Linked DNA regions of Mus musculus: region 2 is linked to region 1. A link is a contact called in public HiChIP or PLAC-seq data. All regions are on one chromosome and are shown on one strand. Each heading gives the region's core, a stretch centred on a gene start, on an enhancer-like site or on the middle of the called end of the contact. The rest is flanking DNA. Distances are from core to core; before and after follow the strand shown.

Region 1 (6,358 bases), core at 2,254-4,753:
GTGCTGAAAGTAGAGAGCAGAATGGATACATGGGCATGCTTTGTACTATCACAAAGGCTAACGTTATCAGTCAGAGCCATCTTATGTTGAGAGTCATCTGCAGTGATGGCTCATTTGTTTTTCATATGACCCCAGCTACTCTTCCAATCAGTGAGCTCACGCTTAGAACGTAGGGAAGATGAGAATCTTGCATCTTTGGCATCCTTGAGACCTTACGGAGGGCTCCTCTCTAAGCTCCAAGTGTGGATCTGGTTTTCAAAGTCAGAGCTAGAATAAGGGCAAATGATAGAGAGATGAGTGTGGGCGGTAGGATGCTGTGCCCCTTTCATAAAGCTTCTTGGGCTCCTATGTGCTCGCAACCCCCCTGAATACCTTAGTTCATGGTCATAATCACTACTACTTATTTTGGAAAAGGGGCCACTCTGGGAGAATGTGTGGTGTCCTGGCATGTTTTTTTCTTTAAGGACACTGGTTTATAAATACACCCTACACACACACCACCACCACCACCACTACCACCATCACCATTACCACCTAATTCACCTGGTGCTCCTCTAAAGAGAGAGTGAAGTGCTCCAGCAGGGGCTGAACACTAACCCAGCTGGATCCGTCTTCAGAATGTGTGTAGGCACACTACACATGCTGGACAATGCATTTCCCTGGAGTAATTTCAACTCTCGCTCAGTGCACTGGTGTTAGCCGTCAAGCCCTTCCTTCCTACTTTCCAGGTACCTTACTTGGGTGTTGCTATGGCTTGCCTGGATCATACTAAACTTATCCCAGGCCTGAAATCTACAGACTCAACACACTTTATCAACTGTACTGATTCCTAGAAGGCAAGTGTAAGGAGGCCACACTATGCTACTGACTGTAAATAAGTCTGTATGGTCCAAATTTAAATCCTTTGCATATGATGCAAACAGTCACCTAACCTCCCTCATTTCCCCCTTCTCCAATTTAGAGGTTTCTTAAATCACCAGTTGGGGTATTAGATTCTAAATGAGGAGATATGTGTGTTTGCTTCTCACATAGTCACCTGAGCAGAGTGGCCGTCTATGGCAGCTTGACAAATCAGGCTTTCTTTTTCCAGTGGGTACCCATCTCAAAACCAGCTCAATGAGACTGCAAGGTGACCAGGCTATGTAAAGGACAGGTCTGTAGCTCACAACCAAGCTAAGAAAGATGCAAAGGAAAGAAGGACCTGGGTAAATCCTCATGCTGTGGGCTCTCACTGCAGCCCACAGCACGAGGTACTTTCTACGGTTATGAGTAACTGTCCCTACTAGACAGGGAAAACCAGAGAGCCTATGAAAAGATGCACATATGTCTGTCAATGGAGTGTAGAGCCAGCTCCTTTTTTTCTATTATTAATTGTATTGGTTATTTTCTTTTTTTTTTACATTTCAAATGTTTACCCCTTTTTAGGTCTCCCCTTCAGAAACCCCCTCTTCCATCCTGCCTCCACCTACCTCTATAAGGGTGCTCCCCCACCTACACACTCCCATCTTCCCGCCCTGGCATTCCCCTACCCTGGTAGACCCAGCTTCTTAACCTGGGCTTTGTGACCCCCACAAGGACTACAAAGGTATCCAAAATCTGGCGAACTAGGAAGCGTCTCTGAGCATGAGACAACAAGAAATCAATTCAAAACTCAAATGCACTATGACCCAGAGATGTTTCCGACTGCCCTAATCAGGTCGTCGTAGCCCATGACTCCCCTGCAGCTTTGGTTCTGAACATACAAGGTCCATGTGATGAAACACACTGACCTTTTTCTGGGAGAAAAGGGTGTATTTCAGGTTACAACCTACGGTCCTTCACCCAGGAAGTCAGGGCGGGAGCACAACACTGGAAACCGGAGGCCGGAACTGCTGCAGAGGCCATAGAGGGGTGCTGCTCGCTGGCCTGGTCCTCACAGCTTGTTTAGCCTGCTTTTGTATACTTTTCAGGATCATGCATCCAGGGGTGGCACTGTCCATACTAGGATGGGTTCACCCACAGTGATCATCCATCGATGATCGATCGATGAAAATGCACCACACGCTTGCCCACAGGCTTGCCCACAGGCTTGTCTGGTGGGGCATTTTCTCAACTGAGGCTCCTTTTCCCAGAACGACTGTGGTCTGTGTCAAGTTGACATAACAACAAGCTATCACGCTTAGTATTGTTCATGACACCATGCTATGAAATACCAAGGAACGCTGTCCCAAACACCTCACCTTGGTCAGGGTGGCCCTAAGTTCTGGCCTGCAGGTCAGTTTCACAGTACATACAGTCTTCTGCTCTGACAGAAACAGAATGGCTTCCTTATGGCAAACAAAGACTTTACTTTCCTACCGCAGTCCCTCAGTGCATACCAAATCAGTATACTCTCTGGATTGCAATTTGTTAGAATGCTTGGCTTTAAAAATCTATCTTTGAGTTATTGACTTGAGTTCAGTAAAAAAACCATTCTGGTAAATGAATTTTAGCTGGGGAGCAGGACAGAATTTTCAACAATTTCTGTGGTGGCCCCGAACGCAGTCCTGTCATTTTATCCTATGTATTTATGTGACAGTGTTCCCAGTGCTGATGATATTAAAGATCAAAATGTCAATCAACTATGAAAAATACTGACGATGCTCTATGTCCTGTAGTATCAAATGTTCAGTGGAGATTTAACTTTATGCTAAAAAGAAATGGGCTACATGCATCTCACTAATACAGAACTTTCTTTTTGTCTTTAATAATTGATAAAATAAAAATCTATAATAAAAATTAATTTCAAGTAAATTTCATTGTGATTTATGGCCAGTAACTGTTTGTATGTGTTTTATAAACCTATATTCTTTGGGTTTCATAAACTTTGGGAGGACAAAAGGAGTTGTGAGTGGAAAAAAGTTTAAGAAACCCTAGTATAGAACAGAGCTGGCATTAAAAACTAGTGTAGGAAAAGTGGACTGTTCAAAGTGTGGGACAAACGGCTTTCCTTGAGGACAATATTAAAACTGATTTTCTGCTGCATGCAAAAGGGTTAACAACCCATATGTGCACAAGCATACTTCATCACAAACTGCAACCTCATTAGGAGGAAATGCCCTTATAAGCTTAGCTCTTAAATTCATAATTGAAAAAAAAATAGATCAATTAAACCAAAACAAAATTTAAAATCTTCCTTAGGACAAAATACTCCTCACAGAAAACTCAGCAGGAAAGAAGACACCGGGGGAGGCAGCTGTAACATGGTACAGAATTTAAAAACCTTCCTTCAGACAGACTGGATATTCAGAAACACGGAGAAATGACGGCACGCCAGTGAACGGAGATGAGCGGGGTAAAAATAAGCGTGAGACCCCACCACACAACAAATCTGTTTGGCGAACACTGAAAAGTCACAACTGTGAGGACCCGTGAGAAGGTGGAGGGCCAGACCCCTCCGAGGTGGCCTGTGTGAACCCGTGCACTCGCTCTGCAGAACAGGTTGGCACAGGCCAGGCCAGCTGGCGGCTGGAGCGCTCTGTGAGTCAGCAGTTCCACCTCTGGAATGTCTTCCCCGGGACTCTCAGGGGAGGCACTTCTGCAGGATGGATGGCAATGGCAGGCAGCCGCCTGGTGTGGCAGAGACTGGGGACAACAGAGCACTCGCCATCAGCATGAACGAGGGACTCTGGGCTTCCACACAGATGTGCTTGCAAAACAATGTGGGGTGAAAAAAAAATCAAGTTGGAGAGTATGCCGTTAAGCATGCAAATGTAACCCATGTATGATTTATGAACACTCGGAGTGGGAACACGACACAGAGACAGATTGGAAGACTATGCCCCAAATTCATGATCAAGGCTGCCTCGGGGGAGGAAGGAAGAACCCGAGGAACCATAACAGGAGGGATTTCAGCTTTAGTGAAAATATTTGGTTTCTTTTGTTTGAGAAAATTCGGGCAAATATGAGAAATGATTAACATCTGTTAATTCTGGTAGGTGGTTCTTACATTCTCGGCATTTTTAATTACTGAAAAGGAGCATGAATCCCAAGGATAAAACAATTAAAATTTCATCATGCCAAAAAGAAAAATCATCTATGTTACTGTTCATCGTGGGCCCCACCCCCCACCCCCGGGACAGGACAGACCAGGAGCTCCGTGAACACTGCTGCTTAGCTGAGGCTCTTTGCTGGGTGCTGCCAGAGTGTGCCCCCACAATTTCTAAGACAGTCCTCATTATCCGAGGAAGAAAGCTGTGTTTTGAGAAGGTTAAATGATTTCCTGATGCTCTGCAGAGGTTTTGAACGTGAGCTTAACTCTACATTATAGATAGCAGGAGGAATTTCCGGCAGACAGGAATGCAGACGTTAAAAGGACATGAAAACTCGGTGTGGAGACCCAGGTGTTGATCTGCATAGATAAACAGCACAACAACCCTGTGCCGAGAGAAGTGTTCTTTTAAAATCACATCCATTTATTCTGTACGCGCCATGACAACTCACAGGAGTCTCTCTCCTTCCATTGCGTAGGTCCTGGGGATTGAACCCTGGCCATCAGACCTTTACCACCGAGTCAAGTTGAGGCAGCCCCACTAAATCATCGCCAACCAAACCTGAATTTTAAGATTGTTGGATGTTTTGTTTGCTTGTTTGTTTGTTTTTTCAGTACAGGGAAATCGAACCTATGACCTCATGCGTATGAACAATGAGAGAACGTCACTTACCATGGAGAGAAACGAGGAGCAGTGGAGAAAGGTTCCAACATACAAGGGATGGGAAAGGCACATTCTCTGTCGAGGGATGCCCAACCCCAGGGTAAGGTCCTGCATTGCCAGAAAGCCTGTATTTGCCTCAGTCAGGTCTGTTCCTTTGTGATGTCCTCTCCATTGTAGTTAAGGCTACCCAGAATCCCTCTGTTCTGGTTCCTAGAGCCTCCTGTATCCTCCCAGACCCGGTCTTTGGGAGTGCATCAGACACACCTTGAGGGTCTCTAGTTACTATCTGCCCGCACACACTCAGGTTCCTGAGTTGCCTTAGATCAGTCAGTTACCCTTTCCGTGCTATGCTTGCTCCTGCACAAAGCTGGGAGATGCAGGAACAGATGAAGAGAGCATTTCTGGGAAGCAGAGGAGAGGAAACTGGCAACAGAAGGGCTCAGACTGAGGGAAGGGACCAGAGCCGCCCCCTCCTGAAGGTAGATAACTCATCTATAGCACTAGGACCTGAGAGGTTGTGGACGGTCCCCCAGTGGCTTCTGAAGACCAGGAAAATGTTGTCACAGCAAGCTTCAGACAGCACCACACAGACTAGATGTTCAACAAACAAGAATGAAACTAGTTGGGGGCTCCAGGACAGGTGTACAAGCAGTGCTAGCTGAGTAGTCAGGTTGGCAGTGTGAGGGAATGGGGCATGTGTCAAGGCCGTAGGCAAATGGCACGGACACCTGGCCAGTTAGCAGGGATTCTAGATACCAATCTATGAGACAGAGGTAGAAGCTCCCGCGTGAGAAACGTAAACCCAAAGGCAGAGAATAAATTCAGTATGATACGTGTATATATGGCTTGCCTGGGCTTCAATCAAGTATTCGTCCAGCTGTCACCTGTTGATAAGGAGGCACTGCAAGCACAAAGGCACTTTGGTTGGAGACAGGACTGGACCTGGTATCCACATGGGCAGTGGTGATCAGGGTGGGATGGAGCGTCAGAAGACAAGCCACCCCCTGGCTTGTCTCTCTGTGGCAAGACTGCTGTCTCTCATGATAATGACCAGAATGAGTGTTTAACAGTCCCGCGACCCAAGAGCCTGTTCTGTGGTGGTGTCACTCTCAATGCTGCTAGGCAGTAAGTTATTGGGTCGTATAGCAACCATACAAGGGAAGGATTAGTACCTTAAGGAAGAGGCAGTTGCAGCACAAAGGAACTAACAGATGCCTGGGCACGGCGAGAGCGGAGGTTGAGTTCTAAAGCCCGTGTAACTCACTGTTAGGCTCTATCAGCACTCCAACGCTCAGATGAGCCTTTTGGCTTTCCCTGTCTATGCCTCCAGGGGTCTTAGTGATGTGCCCACCACTGCCAGGGTGGATGGCATCTATTGGTAGTCTTGAGTGTCAGGAGGAAGTACTAAGCAACAGGGATGCAAACTTTCCATATCTAGTTCTCAGCTCTAGAGCTCTGTTCCCCGGGAGACATTGGTTATCCCCCCAACAGCCTCCGTTTCCCTCACTGAAGAGCAGACTGAGAAGGGTGTGTCCAAGGGCTCATGGCAACTGTGTATGTTCTACCTGGGATGATCAGTGGGTTTCAAGAAGTCTCTCTAGGGAAGCTTTTCTCAAGAGGGCGGAATGGAGCTGTGGCTAAAAGCCTGGCTTTGACTCTGGTGGGTTCAGGTGTGAATCTAGGCC
Region 2 (6,358 bases), core at 2,432-4,931, 81 kb before region 1:
TGATGCTGAGCCTGACTTGAGTTTCTGAAACTTCAAAGCCCACCTACAGTGACACAATTCCTCCAACAAGGCCATACCAAGGACACACCTCCTAACAATGCCACTCTCTATGGGCCCACGGAGCCCAATTTCATTCAAATTGCCTCATAGGGCTTAACACATAAACTGAAATACTTATTTTTTCTAATGTAAAAACTATCTAGGTGAATAAGAAGGCCTGAACACCAAAGTTTAGTGTCTGATGCAAGTCTATTATTGGAGTTGAGGACAGAATGACTTGCTGATTAAGATCCAAGGTCACAATTGAATTCAATTAAGATTGAAGTTCAGAGGGGTGGGAGAGATGGTTCAGCCGGTCAAGTATTTGTTGCAAGCCTGAAGACCTGAAAAAAGCATATAAAAGCCAAATATGGGGCTGGTGAGATGGCTCAGCAGGTAAGAGCACTGACTGCTCTTCCAAAGGTCCTGAGTTCAAATCCCAGCAACCACATGGTGGCTTACAACCACCCGTAAAGAGATCTGGCGCCCTCTTCTGGTGTGTCAGAAGACAGCTACAGTGTACTTATTTATAATAATAAATAAATCTTTGGGCCGAAGCAAGCGGGTCTGACCAGAGTGAGGGGGGTTGACCAGAGCGAGCAGAGGTCCTAAATTCAATTCCCAACAACTACATGAAGGCTCACAACCATCTGTACAGCTACAGTGTACTCATATACATAAAAAAATAAATCTTTTTTTTTTTAAAAAAAAGACAAATATGGCAGCATGAACCTGCAACCCTAGCCCTGGTGTGTGTGTGTGTGTGTGTGTGTGTGTGTGTGTGTGTAGACAGGAGCTTGCTAGCCAGGCAGCCCAGGGAGAGACCTTGCATCACCATCACCATCACCATCACCATCACCATCACCATCACCATCATCACCATCATCATCATCATCATCACCATCACCATCACCATCATCATCACCATCACCATCATCATCATCACCATCATCATCATCATCACCATCACCATCATCATCATCACCATGTTGAGATTGATAGAGGAAGAGTGCTGATGTCAACTATACATGTACACTCACCAATGTACACACACACACTGTCCCCGAGAAATCTGTTTTCGTGAGATTCTGTGTATTTTTCATTTGGCTGAAGAAGGGAGTGCATTCAAATCCTCAAAAGGGGTTGTTACCTCCAAGAACTACAATCAGTCCACCGCTGTGAGTGCCACCACAGCCACGCCCATCAAGGTTTCTGATCATGGCTGGTGCTGAGGTGCAGAAAGGCAGGCAGGGCATGGCCTACGGAGCCAAGTTACTTTGCAAACTGGATAAGACTTCTCCAGGCTCCAGGCAGTTTCTCTACCTGTTGAGAGCAGCTAAACGGCGGGCACTGTGAGTTTATTGAGATGATTAAACACAGCAATGTACTGAGACCCTCCGGCCTCTGGCGTGAGAGCTTCACAGACACCGCCCTACCAAACCTGAAGTTTAGTAAACTCATCTGTCTAGTATCTGGATTCAGTGAGGATCCTCCTTCCAAGGTCTCGTGTGACTGGAGAAAGAGAATCTTTTGGTCAAGTCACCCAGTGCATAAGACCTAAGGGCTCTACTACTCTGCACGGGATCTCGGACACACTGTGTCTAGCAGCTCCTCTGTCATGGAGGCTATCAGATAAGCTGCTCTTCCAGCCTGCTTCCCTTCTGAGGTGCACAGCATGGCCCTGTGGCAAACAGAGTGCCCCACCTTCCTCTGTTTTTTATCGCTGGACCTGGGTCAGGGATATACTTCCCCATGAGGAGAAACCCATACTCGCCAGCACCCAGCCTTCCCCCACCCACCCTCAGGGACGATGCTGGTGCTGATGGAGGAGGAGGCCAGCCAAGCTTTACTGAGTGCCAAATCAGTTGGCACTGTACCAAGTACTTTTTATATTTACATTAAAATGTATTTGAATTCTCACAGTCAGACTTGTTAGCATTCAGTCTAAGCTCCGCCCCACAGTTATCTGGCAACAGCCAGGTAGGCCTAACCCACCATAAAAGGGGCTGCTTGGCCCCTCCTTGCTCTCTTGCTCCTCTCTTGTTCTCTTGTTCTTTCTTGCTCTTCTCTCACTACTCCCATATGATCATAGCAGGCCTCTATTCCTCTACTTCTCTCTCTCTCTCTCTTTCTCTCTCTGTCTCTCTCTCTCTGTCTCTGCCTTTCTCTGCTTCTACTACCCCCTTAACTGGCCTTCTCATGCCCTTAATAAACTCTATTCTAGTCTACACTATACCATTGCATGGCTGATCTGTCAAGAGGAAGGGATGCCTTGGCATGGGCCCAGTGAGATAGCCCCTCCCCCCATACCTCATCACACCTCCATAGAACATACCCCTTCTCTCTTTATCTTTTCAAAAACACTACACTAAAGTAGAAGAACCTGTTGTTGTTATTATTATTATTATTATTATTAATTATTAATTATGGTGATGTGATGATTTGGAGGCACCAAAAGGTAATAGTTTAGGACAGTCTCTGAATTTGAATGGTCTTCCTTTGAACCATAACTACAGTACGTATGGTGGCTTGACACTCTTGGCCTACAGGTTGCCTATCTTTGGTGCTTCCTGTGAGTAACCTAGAGTTGTGATGCAGCAACGGAAGTAGCCAGGATCAGGAGATGCATATGCCATGCTGAGGGTGGGGTGACAACGTGGGTCTGGTTCTCTTGGCACAGGGTTGGGCTCTGCCTCCTCTGTCTCTGGCTGCAAGAGAGTAGACTGTGCTGGCGCTGGCTGCCAACCTGGGCTCAGTCTTCCATGGAGTGAGAAGCTGAAAGCGAAGATCCTGCCAGCAGCTCGGCTTTCCCAGCGAACGGGAGGGATGGAGCCTTGGAAGAGACACAGCTCACTGCTAATGCCCACTTCGCCACCTTTCGTGGGGGTTGCCCGGCTCTGACTTGGTTGTCCTGGCCCTATTCCACCCTTCGCAGTGTTTGATATTGCTCTCGCCATGACTGGTGGAGAGGCAGAAATGGGATAATATATATGGACAAGCTGGCACAGTGAATGGAGTCGATAAATGTTTGCTAATAAAGTAAGTAAATGAAGTTCTTTGGAGCTAAAGATTTAGGAAGTCAATAACCCAGTCACTGCTAGAAGGCTTTCTTTTACTGTTAGATTTATGAAGAAACAAAATAGAAAGTCAGAGCTTTTTTTTTTTTTTTTTTTTTTTTTTTTTTTTTTTTTATGTCTATACCACCAGTTTGGAGCTCCTCTTTTATTTTAAAAAGATTTGGCAGCAGGAAGCAGATTTAGGGCTGGTTTAGTTTGCCCTCTGTCTATGTGAAACAAGCCCTTTTTCTGCTAGTGTGAGCACAGTTCCTGGTTCACAGTTTGCCCAAGCACGAGTTTCCTTTTCAGAGATCTTAGAAATATTGGACCCAGAGCACCTCAGAATGAGAGTGGAGGAAACATCAGTGTAGATCCTTTCTAGAAATGGGTGCCAGGGCCCACTGAGATGGGGAGTCTAAAACCTGCTTAAGGAAGGGCGTGCTGACCTTCAGAAAATGCAAATACCTGAGCAGGTTGGGTCGATGCCTGAGGCCCAAGGCCTCCAGCTTAGCTGTGAATACAGGCCTCCACCAGCTGGAATATTGTGGAAGAAACAGCAGAGGTCAGACTACGCCCTGTATTGTCCTGTGTGGTCCCGTGAAGCCGCCCCAGGCAAGCCCAAGGCAGCCTCCGTTTTGGATGTTTCCTAGGGACTCAGTACCAGCTGGGATTTGAGAATCAGACTCCACAGAGCAATTCAAAGAGCTTGAGTTCTGGAAGCTGGGTTTGGCCCACAGCGCTGATGCATTTAGTTAGCCTCCCCTGAAGCACTAGTTTCCTTGGGAATACTATAGAATAATGGAGAACTTCCAGCACAGCCATCAGTTGCCTTGCTGCTGGAAGATTAAATGAGTGAAATACAGCTTGCTCTCTATAAATAGCTCAATAATGGCAGCTGCTATTATCATTATAATTGTTGTTGGAGGACAGTCAGTGGAGGAACAAAGGCCCAGAGGCAGGTGCTCAGCATGTGGGGGAAGTGCCAGAGCGGAGGGTGGTAAGTGGACACAGGCAGCTGCAGATCACAGAGGACTTTATTAACCGGCCAGAATCTCCACCTTCACCTACAAGGCGCTATGCTTCTCTCTCAACTCACAGCCCATTTTCTAGAAACAGTGATCTCACACTGCATTTCCATCCTCTCTTCCCACCTCTATCCCCACTTCCACTGGTCTAACAAATTCAAGGTTATCCAGGTTATCCGACTTGGGATGCCAAGGACTTGAAGAAGCTTCATGCCCTGCTTTCGAGGAACTTTCAGTCCAGGCAGCCAGGGAGGCAGCGAGAAGGGCAGTGGAGACTGCCAGAAACAAGACACAGAGAGGTAGGGCAGGTAGAATGGAGTCACAAGCAGGAAGTGGCTGAATGCGATCTCACAAGCTGTCCTTCCCTCTGAGAGCCACAGGCAGCCAGCTTTTCCTCCTGCCCAGCTAGGGATGAGCTAGGGCTAGCTTCCCTCTGGGCTTAGTGCACTGTGGGAGCTGTGCTGCTCTAGAGACTTGGTATAAGAGGCAAGGAACGGAGACAATGGGAAGGTTAATGTGACTCTAACACTGGTGGCATAATGAGAGAATTAACTGGAGAAGCAAGAAAGTCAAGGGTTAAAAGCTTAGCTCATTCTCTCATTCAGTGAGCATTAGCTGAGCACCTACTAGGCGCCAGGCAATGCTCTAGGTTCTTAGGATATGGTAGCAAAGTACTGGAAAGCCTTGATATTTGTGCCTAGTACTTGTGTTTCAAATCAACACTCTAACAACATGACTCAAATATGCCAGCAACAGGCAGTAGGGGCCACAGAGGAAATGGCAGAAAATGATGAAGAAGAAGCCCTAAAGTAGAGGCTTGAAGGAAGTGACAGGAAGTATCAGGTATTTCTATTAAAGAGTGGGACAACAAAGGGGTCTGTAGGAGGAAGAGCCGAAGGTGGTGTGTGCTGAGCCTGTTAGAGAAAGGAACAGAGTAGCAAGTCCGGAGATGTCGTCTGGTGATAGAACACTGAGGATGGATTGGGTGAGGCCTAATGGGTGACCCCCAAAGACGTTGGGTCTGACCTTGAGCAAGGTGGGACACACTGGAGGATCCTGAATGGAGAAGGGTGGAATTGGACCTGGTTTTGAAGGGCCACTCTAGGGCGGCTAGGGCAGAGTAATTATAGTAATTAGAGGGCATACATAAACCGGGCCAGACAACGAAGATGCTAAGTGGATGCTGGGTGTAAGAAAAAAAGAGAAGAGTCTAATCGCAAGGGGCACAGGGTGGGTCTGTCTTTACTTGAGGGGCCTGGGTTTGGAGAAAAGGCCATGTATGCTTAAGATCGTGCTAAGCACACTTCCTTTCTGCTCCTTGGATGCAGTCTTCTCACGTGAGCCCTGGGGTGGGAGATACTTCTTGCCCTCTTCAGTCCTGCCAGTAGGGATTGTTGCTAATCATACCTGCCAGGCTGTTGGCCCCCTTCCGCACTCCACCCTCTTCTGTCCTAGGGTCCTGCCTCCACTGTATCATCCATGCAATCTCTCTGCATGGTCCTCAGTGCTATCTACCTTGAAAGGAAAGAAAAACCACATTTTCCAGTTCCCCCATATCTTTAGTGAAGGAACTTCCTACGGCTTAGTGGGTCATGAGAGCACTTGCTTTAAGCCCTAACTCTTCCTAAGAAGAGTCTCGGAGGAGTGTTATAGAAGATCTCCCACGAGGTCTGGCGTAGCTGTGGAAGTATCAACAGTGGTCAGCTCCCAGGAGGAAAGTGTGTGGTCTTTGGATGGTTTTCTACAAAGCTCACCTGATCCTCGCACAGTAGTGACACTGAGGGGAAAACTGGCACAGAACTGGATAAAAATCAGCCTTGGGGTGTGGCTAACAGTAAAATTCTACGAGTTAGAAATAGTCTTTGACATTTCAATTATTTTCATGGCAATAGATCAGGCAGAATTTTGGACAACTGGGACTATTTTGCTTTATATCAAGTTGATTGTGCATCTACCTCTTAGATATTTATAATCCAAATATATATATCCACTCATCCATCCAACCATCTACCCAGTCGTCCTCTAACTCACTCATCCATCTGCCCATCCATCCATTCACCCATCTATCCATCCATCCCATCCACCCACCCACTTACCCATTCATCCATCCGCCCACATAACAGGTCATTTTTAATTAGTTAAACTAAAATGTGTGAGGATTTACAATGTGCTAAACCACAGAGACCCAGTAGACAATATACCAAAGTAGCTGCTTTCATGCAGCTTAATGTCCATCTA

What was found. HiChIP or PLAC-seq counts read pairs in DNA pulled down with a chosen protein or histone mark.
Region 2: a CTCF HiChIP or PLAC-seq map of stem cell-derived epiblast-like cells shows a contact between it and region 1, with 5 times the contacts expected there. The contact joins two enhancer-like sites. A contact is called at or near these places in 2 of 15 datasets of contacts at CTCF or cohesin (embryonic stem cells and stem cell-derived epiblast-like cells), 21 of 484 Hi-C or Micro-C datasets (the C2C12 cell line, cranial neural crest, differentiating embryonic stem cells and 5 more), 14 of 115 datasets of contacts at active chromatin or transcription factors (embryonic stem cells and epiblast stem cells) and 1 of 9 other capture datasets (embryonic stem cells).

What each region holds. Positions count from the first base shown.
Region 1 is chr10:85,456,321-85,462,678 of GRCm38.p6, reverse strand. The region is part of intron 1 of Btbd11 (BTB (POZ) domain containing 11); the gene reads right to left. Among named protein-coding and RNA genes, the nearest start is that of Btbd11, 73 kb to the right of the region's middle. Within about 2 kb of position 3,503, at least 70 of the 459 cell types and tissues checked have an H3K27ac peak or open chromatin away from gene starts, as enhancers often do. A contact at or near this core is called in differentiating embryonic stem cells and stem cell-derived epiblast-like cells, where this site is marked.
Region 2 is chr10:85,537,319-85,543,676 of GRCm38.p6, reverse strand. All of the region lies in intron 1 of Btbd11 (BTB (POZ) domain containing 11), which reads right to left. Among named protein-coding and RNA genes, the nearest start is that of Gm40731, 50 kb to the left of the region's middle. Within about 2 kb of position 3,681, at least 39 of the 459 cell types and tissues checked have an H3K27ac peak or open chromatin away from gene starts, as enhancers often do. A contact at or near this core is called in differentiating embryonic stem cells and stem cell-derived epiblast-like cells, where this site is marked.